Linked DNA regions of Mus musculus: region 1 is linked to region 2. The links are chromatin contacts, called in public Micro-C maps. All regions are on one chromosome and are shown on one strand. The core of a region is the stretch at or near the end of the contact, and the rest is flanking DNA. Distances in the headings are between cores, read along the strand shown. Region 1 overlaps Rreb1 (ras responsive element binding protein 1). Region 2 has its middle 25 kb from the start of Gm40914.

Region 1 (5,808 bases), core at 1,965-4,464, 460 kb before region 2:
CTCTGAATCTGGGGTCCTACCTTAGTGGAAAGGAGAGGCGGGGCTCTAACAGAAGTTCTTAATGGTGGGAGGCAGCTTATCTCTTCTCTCCTAGCCTCCCTTAGTACCACTTGTAGTGTCATTGTCACCCTGGTACTGGGTAGGTGTGAAGCACAGACAGGGGAGGTCTGGAGGAGCTGGAGGGGGGGTTCCATAGACTGACTGCAAGCTCCCCCTAGCAGCAGGCAGGATAAATGAGCAAAGTTCTGACTGTAGCTGTGAGTATGTGAAGTCATAGAGGTTGAATGGGGTGCTGGAAAACCATGGTCACAGACAACCCACAATGTGTGCTTAGAGAAGTGTTTTTCAGTTGTCAAGGTCACGGGGACACACTGTTACAGTGAGCACTAGTTCCATAAGCTGGGAGCATAGCTGAGTATAAAGCAGTTGTTTGCCATGTGTAAAGTCCTGGGCTCAATTCCCAGTCATAGAAAAAAAAAATTCTGAACCCCTATTTGCATACTCGCCATCCCTTTTCTTGCACGTGCCATCGCATCCCAGCTGTGACTTTTGCCAGGTTGGAGAGATGTTATTGCTAATGTGTCTGGCTCCACAGGAACTCATCTCCACTGCAGCCTCAAACCAGCAAGCCACAGAAGAGAAGACCCTGACAACTAGCACGCAACCCGCTCACTTCGGAAAGGAGTGGGCCACCCAGATCCACCGAGTCAAGGGAACACGAGCTGAGGTTTTGCCCTTCCAGCTCTTAAAAGACATCTTAGTGCAACAAGCAGTGCTGGAGTTCATACTCAAATCCAGTCAAAGATTCAAAAAGCATCAAAACTGAGTATGGTGCTACACACTTGCAACCCCAAGACCTTATAGGCAGGGGTGAGGGCAGGAGGACCAAGAGCTCAAAGCGGGCTGCAGCTGCAGACCAAGTTAGAAGCCAAGCCACCTGAAAGGAAATTGCTAACTGCTGCATGCCACGTGCCTAACTAGGAAGGGAACTGAGATATCTATCCCTTGGATGGCAAGCATCCCTGTTAAAAGGCATCTTTCTTTCATTTACTTTTTTCTTTTTTTTAAAAGAAAACATTGCTACACAGAGACCTTGTCTCGGAAAAAACAAACAAACAAACAAGAAAACACCGAGGCAAAGGTGGAAATGGAGTGGTATCATGGTGTGCATTATGGTGTGCATGTCCATCCATTACAGGGACCCAATGATCCAGTCCAAAGTAGTTAAAAAATAAAAATAAAAAGGACAGGTGTCTTCTCTGTCAGCTTCGTAGCTGAGTGGCACTGGGATGTGCTCCTTCAGCATCTGCTACAGCAGTATTATTTATTTGTCTGGTGACCGTAATGTTCTAAAGATAAAAATCCTGAAGTCAGCAGGAGTGTTTCAAAAAAGTAACCTAAAGAGGCAGGCACTCAGATGTCCCCCAAGGCCTCTTGTGCAGTCCCAGCAAGCACGCTTCTGGGGCAGTGGGAACTGGGTGCTAGTCTGTGTGCCCGGAATAGCAGCATTCAGGAGGCTGTAGCAAGAAGACTCTGGGGAACTTGACACCAGTATGGGCTATAGAGCAAGAGCCTGTCTCAAAACAAAACAGTGACACCCCAAACAAACACCACCTCCCTCCAAGAAAACAGAGGGCCGCAGAGATGCCTCAATGGATAGGAGGTGGTACTCTTCGTATAGAGGAACTAAGTTCAATGATCAGAACCCATCCAGGCAGCTAAGTCTAGTTCCAGGGAGCCAACACCTTTACTCGCTGTAGGTACACACACACATGTACATACACATAACCATGAATAAAATAAATCCTGAAAAAACAAAAAACAAGCAACTTGGGCATAGTAGTCCATGCTTTTAACCCTATAACTCCCGAGGCAGAGGCAGGAGAAAGCTCTAGGCCTGTATAATAAGTTTGGTCTGTATAGCAAGTTCTATGATAGGCAGGGTGAAATAGGAAGAACCTGCCTCAATAAACAAACAAAGGGAAGCTGGCGGAGTGGAGGGATAGACAGATGCTCTCCCTCCTCTTAAGCCTAACGAGCTAACTTTAAAAAAATAACGACCCAAAATATATTTTCAAAAGACTACAGGGGAAATATCAAAATTAAGGAACTTTTTTACAATTGTAGATTTCTCCAACATCCTACCAAAAGAAGTGTCGTTCTCTTATTTGTAGGCATCCAGGCCCTCCAAGCTGCTAATCCTGCCTGTTTGGCATAGTCTGTAAAGGTGACGGCACTCAGAACGCAGGCCTCAGACTCCATTTAAATAGCTCTTTAATGTCCTAAACTTTACAAAGGCAACGCAAGATAAAAATGGCTCTCTATGACAATAGAGAGCAAAGGACAAATGCTTTCATGCTCTGTCAAGTACATAGTACTTGGGAGAGGTTGTTCTGGAATTTGACTCCTCGGTGTCACTGGAATGGGATAGCCAAGAAAGACCACGGCAAAATGTTAACTGTTCTGTTGGAGGACTTGAGATGCTAGGAAGACACGGTGGGCTAGGGAGACGGTTCAGTAATGTATGATGAACCCCCTCCAGCACCTACATAAAAGCTGGGTGTGACAACAATTTTCAAACATGAAAGCACATTGCCCTCACCTCCACAGTAAACAAACAAACAAACAAACAAAAAGACATCCTAAGTAACAGTATCAGAACAAAAAACTCAGTATTCGTTATAGTTTCAGGCCTAAGATCACTCTCTTCATACTCACAAGTCGCCAAATCTATTTTCCAGATGGGGAAACCGAGCCTCCACTTGCCTGAGGTCACAGAGGTGCCAGGCAGTGCTGGGACAGTGCTGTCTGTAACCCCGTTTGCTCAGAGGATTGTCATTTACAGATGTGTCTAGGCTCCTTGTTGGCCCAGGTCACATCCTCAATGCCTGGGCACTTTTCCTGATCCTGACAACTCCGTGTTCCCTGCAAATGCAGTGAGCAGAACCTATGACTCCCTGCTGGAAGGGGGACCCAGCCGGATTCCCTGAGACGCCTAATTCTGTGCTTGTTACAGAGTTTTGATGGCATTCTTTTTAAAGGGGGATTTCATGCTTCATTTTTCTTGCTTTGTCTCCAGAGACCGAAAGGACTAAGTGCAAACAATCCCTCTCTAAGAGAGCCCCACCTCACCCAGACATCCCTCTTCCCTCAGCCTACCCTCCCAGGCCCATCCTGTGGAGAGAACTGACACCCACAGCTGCAGTAATCTCTCCCAGTTGTTGTGAGCAGCAATGCTGGCTTGTGACAGAGGCCTGGCTGGGTAGCTTCCCCTTGCCACATCCTAGGAACATACCCAGGCTGTCCAGCACAGACAGGCACCTCACTAGGTCTGTTCAGTTAAGCCAGCATGTCGTGAAGCAGGGAGTATCTAAGGGGCTCATAGGGGACAGGAAGAGAAGCCCCTAAAGCCAGGTGAAACTGGTCCTTGCTCCTGCCCTTGGGTGGTGAGGAGGCTGTGAAAGTCCGACTGAGACACCTCCAATTGCCGGGCTAGGGAGGTACCTCCCCCTCCAAGTCTCTGTCCTCCACTCCCAGCTCCCACTGGGCTGATCCTTGGACCCCTGGAGTCTTAATAAAGATTCCAGTATTCTATTCACCTTTGCTTGGTGTTTAGTGTTTTGAGAATAGATGGGGTCGCTGACACACTAAGAGTCTCAGCGTCTCTCAGCAGGTGTTGGCGAGCAGTGAAGGGAGCTGAATGTTCCTCAGAATACCCAAGAAACAGAGACAAGAACGTCCTGGGATGTCTCACCCAATGGCCCCATTGCCAGGATGCACAGTAAGGGACTGGCGGGCCTGCAACAAGCTCTGGTGTCCCTTCAGAGCCCTGGGTGCCTGCCAAAGACCCTGCTAGCTTCCCATAGCCTATTTCCTGACTAACCCAAGGACACTGCCTTAAACTTGGGGTAATTTAAAGATCAATGCTGTGACCATAATGATGGCCATAACGTAGAAGGAACAAAGAGTGCCACAATATCCAATGTCAGATCCAAAGCTCTTAGTTACTGAGTCTTTCTTTCTTGGCTCTGAACTTGCCTCCTTTTTTTCTAACCAGTCCCTGGGTCCCACCTCAGACATTCCTGTTTTAGTCAAGACTGGTCAAATGCCTCACATTGTCACAATGAGGCCTCCATTATTTGTTGGATATATTTTAACTAAAATGATGTTAAAATTACTTATTACCCAATCTCCTTTAATCAAGGAACCACCTAAGATTATACAATAACTTGGAGCAAGTTTGCTTTTGGCAGCTCCTTCATCAACACAGTGACTATCCAGCTACACAGCTCAGTCTTGGGGAAGGCTTCACTGCCTTCTGGCTTGTCTTTTAACCTGCTCTGTGGGCTGATAGGTACCTGGTGTGGGACTGGTTTCCATTAAGACGGGGTATGACTGTTCAATAAGCATAGATTTCAATTACTAAACATAAGATAGCGAGAAAGTAAAAATGTACCACTAATAATTGTATGCTGATTGTAAGTATAGAATGTTATACATTCTATTTTGACTTAAATGAATTTAATCAGCACTTAGTTTACTTTTTCCTTGGGGAGGTGCAGATTGAATCCTAGGCCTCACAGACACTGAGCATCTGTGTGTCCCACCCTTAAGATGACACTACTAATCCACTTTTCACTTTAAAATGTGCAAGTAGACGTCGAGCGACACATGAGTCACGCCGTTCTGCTGAACATCAGCGGCCTGCACATTGCTCCACCTCACTTTGTTCCCAGTGGTGCAGTCTGTCTGTCACAGTGTTCTGCCCCAACAACAAAGCAAGACATTCAGCGCCTGCCGCTCTTCCCTCCCTGCACACTTGCCCTGTGCACTGTCCCCTACCTTCATCTCTGAAGGCCACTCACTGCCAGGGATGTCTCTATTCGGCTCTCTTCTCTGCCCTATCACCCCTCACCCAGGAGCTGGCCAGAAGGGGTGGTAAGCAATACCCGATCTTAAGAACAGGAATCTACCAGTGGCAGCGGTGGTGCTGTGTCTTCCTTTTGTTCAATGCCAGAATTTCACGATTTTGAAACTCGGCAGAGTGCAGGAGAAAAGACTCAGCATATATACTACTTTGGATTGCCAACACTTTCTTAAGGAACACGGGCACCTCGCCAACTTGGGTCGGAGGGGAGGGAGTGGGACGAGGGCAGAGGAAAGAAACCAACAGCTGTTTTAAGTTACGGACTCTGGTTCTAAACTGGTAGCATCCCACTGTGGCTCTGCGCCTCTGGGATTTGAAAATGGAGTTGGTGTCTATTTTAGTTCTGGGTTAACAAGCAGTCTCTCCCATCAGCTACTGTCACAATGTACCACCCGGGCTAGGCCCCTACTGGCCCATGCCTGGCCCCAAGGCTTCCTCTGGTAGTAGGTTATTATGTGGAAGCTGAGCAGAGAGGAGAAAAGGGGAATTAACTATGTTCTATAATCAACTCCTTTCGCTTTTTAAAAGTCAGCCCCATCTGGCCTCATAAGAGTTACTAGATAAAGCCACGAAGCTGGAGCTGGTCTGTTCTCTGGGCACACAAGCCATCAAGCCACCGCTTCTTAGGAGCCATCCATGGCAAGCTGCTGTGGGGTTGGTGGAATGAATACTGCCTAAAAGGACTAAGTCCATCTGGTGCTAAGCAACCTCTTCAGCCAACCCCTCCCCAAATGGTGTCATCATCAAGTAGGTGAGGAAACCTACTTGGTTAACAGGACAGGACAGCAAAGGTTCAACTTCAAAGCCATGTACACCATGGCCAAGATAGCTCTGCTCATGATGGACCCATGTCTAATGGGATTCCCACCCCCATTTTCTCT
Region 2 (5,994 bases), core at 1,458-3,957:
AATCAGCACAGTACAAAAGAATGCCTTGTCAGACATAGCTAAGTACAGGATATCAAACCGGGGCAGCCTGTTCCTACCAGAACCTCCTGAAGTAAGAGATACTTGGAGATGTTGTAAACAAAAAGAACATTAACCTCGAGACATGAAAGTGGAAAAGGCCCATTTAGTCCATCGCTCTTGTGCCCTTGTCAAAGGGACCCTTTGTCTTATGTCCACACTAGTGTGCAAGAAGAGACAACTAGCTCTGCCCGTGGGTACTCAAGGCAACACAGCCCATTGTTAGTTACTGCTTTTGATTTCTCAGCATCCTCCCTAGGGATGCACGAGCCATATCTATGGTGAAGAATTTGGTCATTGATCATGGGAAGCCTATATCTGGAGCTTCTTCTTGCTTATGAGAACCCCATGCTATGTAACACAGCTTTCTGCTTAGTTCAACTTGTTGAACTTCTGAAGAAAAGGCTTTCCCACTGGACTGTCAGTATTCTCTGTGTCCCTGAAGAGCATTTGGTGTCTCTTGCTTCCCACCTTGTGTATTTACCCTTTTATGGTTGTCATTGGTCATCTAATTGTTCTTGCTTGCCTCAAAATGTCCAACACCCCCCTCTCAAGTGCAAACTATGTTACCTAAAATACCTGATTCCCATATAGCTCCTAACTCCATCAACAGACCAAATCTGAGAGTCTGGATTTCTTTAAGTGGAGCTAGAGCCTTCTACCCTGCTTGCTGATCACCTTGCCAAAGCAAGACTCTTACAAAGTCTTCAAACTATAGTGCTAGGCTTCTTTGAAAAGGAACACGGAGCACCCCTGCCTAGCTCCTGTAATATTTTCATCCTCTAAACAGACAAGCTAAATGAGATACAACTGGTTCAAGCTTTGTAAGCAGTAAGCACGACAGTCAGTCTTGTGTTTCTCCCACTTTCTGAGGACTTAGCACTATCCCACCCTCATCTCTTCCTAAAGTTGTTCACTTTACAGTCCATTTAGATTTTGTTTTTTTGAGTACACTTTCAAATTCTCCTCATACTCCCCTTGGCCTTTGCATGGAAAGGTGAGTATATATTTGGAGAGTCATGCTTCAGGACTCCATTGCAGTCATATTTATTTCTCTGGGATCCCAGATGTACAAGATGACCTGAGTAAAGGAAATCCTATCCCAGACGTTCACAGTGCTGAGACTGAAAACCTCTGGTCTTGACAGCAGTGCTAATTCCAGGTCATTCTCTAGTTTAAAAACCAAATGACCACATATATTTCATTTTGCTGATGGGGAATGATTTTTACAGTCCTATTCTGCCTGTGAATATTATGGGGTGCAACAAGGAAATGAAGACAGAATAGGTATCTCATGTTGTTTCTGGCTAAGAATTGGTCTTCTTGGTTGTAGAAATATAAGTTAGCCTAGTGACTATGGGAGTTAGTATAAATCTTAAAAATGAAAACAAGAACTACCAAATGGGTTGGTTACACTGCTCCTGGGTATGACCTAGAGGGAACAAACCATCCCATGAAGTAGACTCTTGTACACCCATCTTTCTCAGGGCACAATTCCCAATAGCCAAGTTATAGAATTAGCCTAGTACTGGTTAAAGGAAATGTGGAATATATGTATTATATATATATATATATATATATATATATATATATATATATACTATATATATATGTATATATATGCAATGAATCTCTATTCAGCATAAAGAATGAAATTGTATCATCTGTAGAAAGAGGGGTGAGTGTAAAGATCATTGTATAAAATGGAATCCATTAGACTCAGAAAGTCAAATGCTACATGTCTTCTTTTCCCCTCATATGAAGAACATAGACGTGAAAAGGAAGACATGAAAGAAAAGAGGGGGCACTATTTTAATAACTCTTGTACTACAGCTGCAAATGTGACAGAAATAACTTCTCAGGAGGGTGATTTGTTGACCCGTGGTATCTCAAGTGTTGCCCCATGATAACAGGGGAGGCATGGAGGGACTCAGTCTACAGTGGTAGAAGAACTTGGTAGGGGTCATTCACATAGAGATGACTTGGAAGCAGAGGAAGTGGGACCTGAACCAGAAATGTGTATAACCTTCAAAGCCCTACTGCTGGGGTCTACTTCTGCCAGCTAGACCCCACTTCTTATGGGCTCCACAGCCTCCTAATCCATAACAGGGATGATTTGAATAGAGGAAGATGGCCTATGGTTTGGAGGAGAGGGAGATAAGAGGCTTAGTGGGGTTGTAAATATGATTTGAATACACTGTAATATATATGGTCACCTTATAATAAAATCCACACAGTGTATGAACAGTATGTACTAATTTAAAGGTCTTGAACAATTTGGCCTTGTCACATCCTGAAGGGTGACTCTGAGGAATAAGGCAGTGTCGCTAAGACAATACACGAGCACGTTGTGAGCATGGTGGCCTGCGTCTTGGCTCTGGCTTCCACAGAGGTTTGCTGAGTAAGTATTTTTAGGAGTGTTGCTTCCCTCTTCGGGTGGAACGAAAGCACCTTCAGGTCTTTGCTGGCTTAAACAGAATTTATTCTAGAGCAGGCCCACTCATGAATGTGTTTGCAGAATTACTAAATCGGAAGAAAGTAGGCAGGAGAAACCATCCCAGCTCTGTCCTTTCAGGGCCTGCTGCGGGTGTGCCTACCCCTGACATGTGCTTGCCGTGTGACCCACTTCCTTCCCTCTGCATGAGCTGCAAAGCTAGTTGTTGGGAAATGAGGAGGTCTGGCAGGCAGCAAGGCCAGCCAGGGGTGAGGCTCTGGGTGTGTGAAGATGGGGCTGGCAAAGGCAGTTCTCTGGCATTTGTTCTCAGAATGAAAGCTGGAGATGAGCAGCGACTCAGTACTCAGAGGCTCCACATCTGCGCACCCAACCAACCGTGGATGGAAAACAACAACAACAACAAAAATTGTCTGTTGCCATCGTTCATTAAGCAATGAAGAGGTGATCTGAAGCAAATAAGTAGACATGGTAGGTAATAGGAGGACACATCATGAGCCTACATGCTTATGCACCTAATGTGTGCTTTGCCTCTGGGGCCAGATGAGGGCGCTAGATTCCCTGGTACTGGCATTATAGCCGGTTATTAGCTGCCTCATGGGTGTTGGAAATCCAACCAGAGTCCTCTGGAAGAGCAGCCAATGCTCTTAATCACTGAGCCATCTCTCCAGTCCCCCACCCCCAACTACTGAAGTTCCAATCAGCCAATCAGCCTTTGTAGAATGCTCAGTATAGGTGTGGCTTCTTGGAACTTTGGTTTGTAGGGAAAAGAGTGCACCCTTTCCTCTTGTTTTGTCTTTATGCCATTTATACTGTTTTGGGTGAGATAAGGTCTCCCTATGTAGCTCAGGTTGGTCTACAGCTTGCACCCTGGCTCTCAGTTACCAGATTATATGTGTCTATCACTGTGCCCAGCTGTGCTGTGTTTGTCAGTAGTGGATAGGCTGTGCTGGGAGCCATATAGGTAGCCTTAATAAGACTTTGGAATGCAACAGCTAAAGAACAGCTATAGGGGCCGAGGTGGAAGTAGGTTGCACAATCAGATTCCACATAGCATGCCATTTTGAACGACTACCTAGCTAAGCTAATCATTTATTATTTAAGAAACAATTCATGACCTGGAAAAAAAAGAAAAAGGAAGAAAGAAAGAAAGAAAGAAAGGAAGGAAGGAAGGAAGGAAGGAAGGAAGGAAGGAAGGAAGATCAGTCCTATCTTACCTAGGCTAAAGTTAAGCCCAGAGTCTCATTATCTCTCTGTGTTAATTCTTCATGGGTTGAACTTCGTTGAAGTATGCTGAAGAAAGACCCGGCAATGTGATCTCAGAAGCCATTGGCTTTGCTGTAGGCTGTAGCAAGCAAATCCATGCAGATAATTCTATCAGCCTGCAAATTTGCCTTTCCCTAGACTTGGTGAGTGCCCACTGGGCCAGGATTGCTTTAACAATGCATAGCACAAAGGCCTCTTGGAGCAGAATGGCTTAGGTTGATTTTACAGACTCAAAGCCAACCCCTCACAGATCGTAGGACCTCACCCCATGGCCTAAATCGGTCATGTGTGTCTCAGCTGAAGAATATTTAAAGGTAACAGGCACGGCCGAATAATGCCAACACTCCGATTTGATAACAATGCTATCAACATTCTCAAGTGCCCACAGTTTCCAGAACCACAGAAGTGTACGGCTGCAGATGCCCAGTGGGCGGTACCCGGCCTAGCCCTTCCATGGTTAAAAGGTCTGATTTGCTCGCAGTCATGCAGTGTCACTGATGACCTGGGGTTAGGAGTTCCGACGACTGGTTACCCAGTGCCCTCTTGGCTCACCACCCCTTAATTCATTCTAAATTATTGCAGGTCCCCTGGCTGTGGGGCCTTTTAATTGGACCTAGTTACCCTCTAGAGAATAAGATTACACTTTTATTTTCCCCTTATTTACTTCCCACTCCTCCCTCATCTACAAAGCCTGGACGCCGACGACGCCTTCAGTCCCAGCCACTGTGAAACTCTGGCTGAAACCGGTCAGAAAGGCTTCCTGCCAAGTGACTTTTGGCCAGGCGGCGGTGTGATGAACTGAGTGCAGAGGAGAGCCTCTCTGGTTTTCTCATGGATGTTCCACGTCAGCCTCGAGCTAATTTGATCCAGCTCAACAATGTGCCCCAGTTATCCCACAAATGCTTAGAAGGACCGAATTGGCAGGTCTGGAAAAAGGCAATAGAGAACTCAGCCCAAGGCTCTCTTAACTGCTCCAAAGGACTCTAGACGCTTCCTTGGGAGGGAGCTGTCTGTCTTCCATTCAGCTTCTAAGCGTGGGTGAGCTGAGAGTGTGAACAGAGGCTTCGCACGGTTGGTTTATTTAACCAGGACTCCTTGTCAGAGCTCTTGTGTGTGGAGACATTGAGGATGAAAACAATCATTGCCAGTTGCAACAGGGTTTCCGTTTGAAGGGTACAGAAAGAACGGTTTATTCAGGTCTAGGGGAGAGACAGCGACCACTCCGTGTGCTGGGTACACCTTGTTGGGGACAGGATAGGGCTGGAAGCTGGTTGTAGATGCTGTCCCCTGACTACTCTGCAGGATGGCCTGGCCCTTCAAAGAACTTGTACTTTGGGCTTCATTGAGATTCCAGCTTCAACAAATAACACGAGACTGCAGAGGCTGCTTACCTGGCAGAGGGAAGGGACACAATCAACACTGAGTGACTTTGGTGCCATGGCCACGGACAAGGGCAGATTCTTTAGTTTGAAGGGTTTCAAATGAAGTGGGTTTGGTGTTTCCTTCCTTAAGTCCCATAGGAGCCTGAGAATGTTCTGCCAAGTTTAAAGAGGGGAAGTGACTTTTAGGGCAACTTGGCTCCTAAGAATGGCCACCTTCATGCGGATACCCTTTAACTCCATCCATGTCTGCTATTCCAGGCATCGTCTTGCATTTTTTTTTCTTTTTTCTGAAGACCCAGAAGTCAGCAGCTGCACATAGAATCAAAATGGAACTTGAGTTACTCTATTTGGAAAATGGTTGAGCCCCCCTGCATGCCTGTCCTCCTAGGGACACAGTCTTTGTTAAGTATGTTTCCAACCTCTTCCTATTCGGCTTCTATTTGGTCCACTGTTTGCAACCTTAGCCCTGCCTGTTTTTCTTTTTGCTCGAAGTGGAAAATACTATTCATCTTGTCGCTCAGCTGCTGGGTGGATCCTGGAGCAGCTGTCCCTCGGGGACATGGGTGAGACTCAGTGCTGTGCCTGCAAATGCCAGGGATGGAGAGATAATGAATGTGCCTCGGAGAGAGAAACCATCCCGACATTACGATGCCAACCTTCACCCGTGTCAGACATCTTCAGTTGCCGCTGTCCTTCAAAGGACCCTGTGTCTCACGAGGGTGACAGTGGTTCCCAAACAATTTCAGGTCTGCCTTTTTAAATCCCAGGCTGGGGATTTACCCAAGACTCAGCTTCTAGTTATGTAAATCTTCCTCCTAAAAACAAGGAGTCCGTTTT

The links. Hi-C and Micro-C count contacts between places; a contact is called where the count stands out from the background.
Region 1: a Micro-C map of muscle stem cells shows a contact between it and region 2, with 2.5 times the contacts expected there. The contact joins two enhancer-like sites. A contact is called at or near these places in 1 of 15 datasets of contacts at CTCF or cohesin (large pre-B cells), 9 of 484 Hi-C or Micro-C datasets (LSK cells, beige adipocytes, bone marrow-derived dendritic cells and 6 more) and 26 of 115 datasets of contacts at active chromatin or transcription factors (the 230-238 cell line, acute myeloid leukemia, bone marrow-derived dendritic cells and 14 more).

Annotation. Positions count from the first base shown.
Region 1 is chr13:37,918,372-37,924,179 of GRCm38.p6, reverse strand. The region is part of intron 7 of Rreb1 (ras responsive element binding protein 1); the gene reads right to left. Among named protein-coding and RNA genes, the nearest start is that of Rreb1, 32 kb to the right of the region's middle. Within about 2 kb of position 3,214, at least 15 of the 459 cell types and tissues checked have an H3K27ac peak or open chromatin away from gene starts, as enhancers often do. A contact at or near this core is called in muscle stem cells, where this site is marked.
Region 2 is chr13:37,458,969-37,464,962 of GRCm38.p6, reverse strand. No RefSeq gene overlaps it. Among named protein-coding and RNA genes, the nearest start is that of Gm40914, 25 kb to the left of the region's middle. Within about 2 kb of position 2,707, at least 53 of the 459 cell types and tissues checked have an H3K27ac peak or open chromatin away from gene starts, as enhancers often do. A contact at or near this core is called in muscle stem cells, where this site is marked.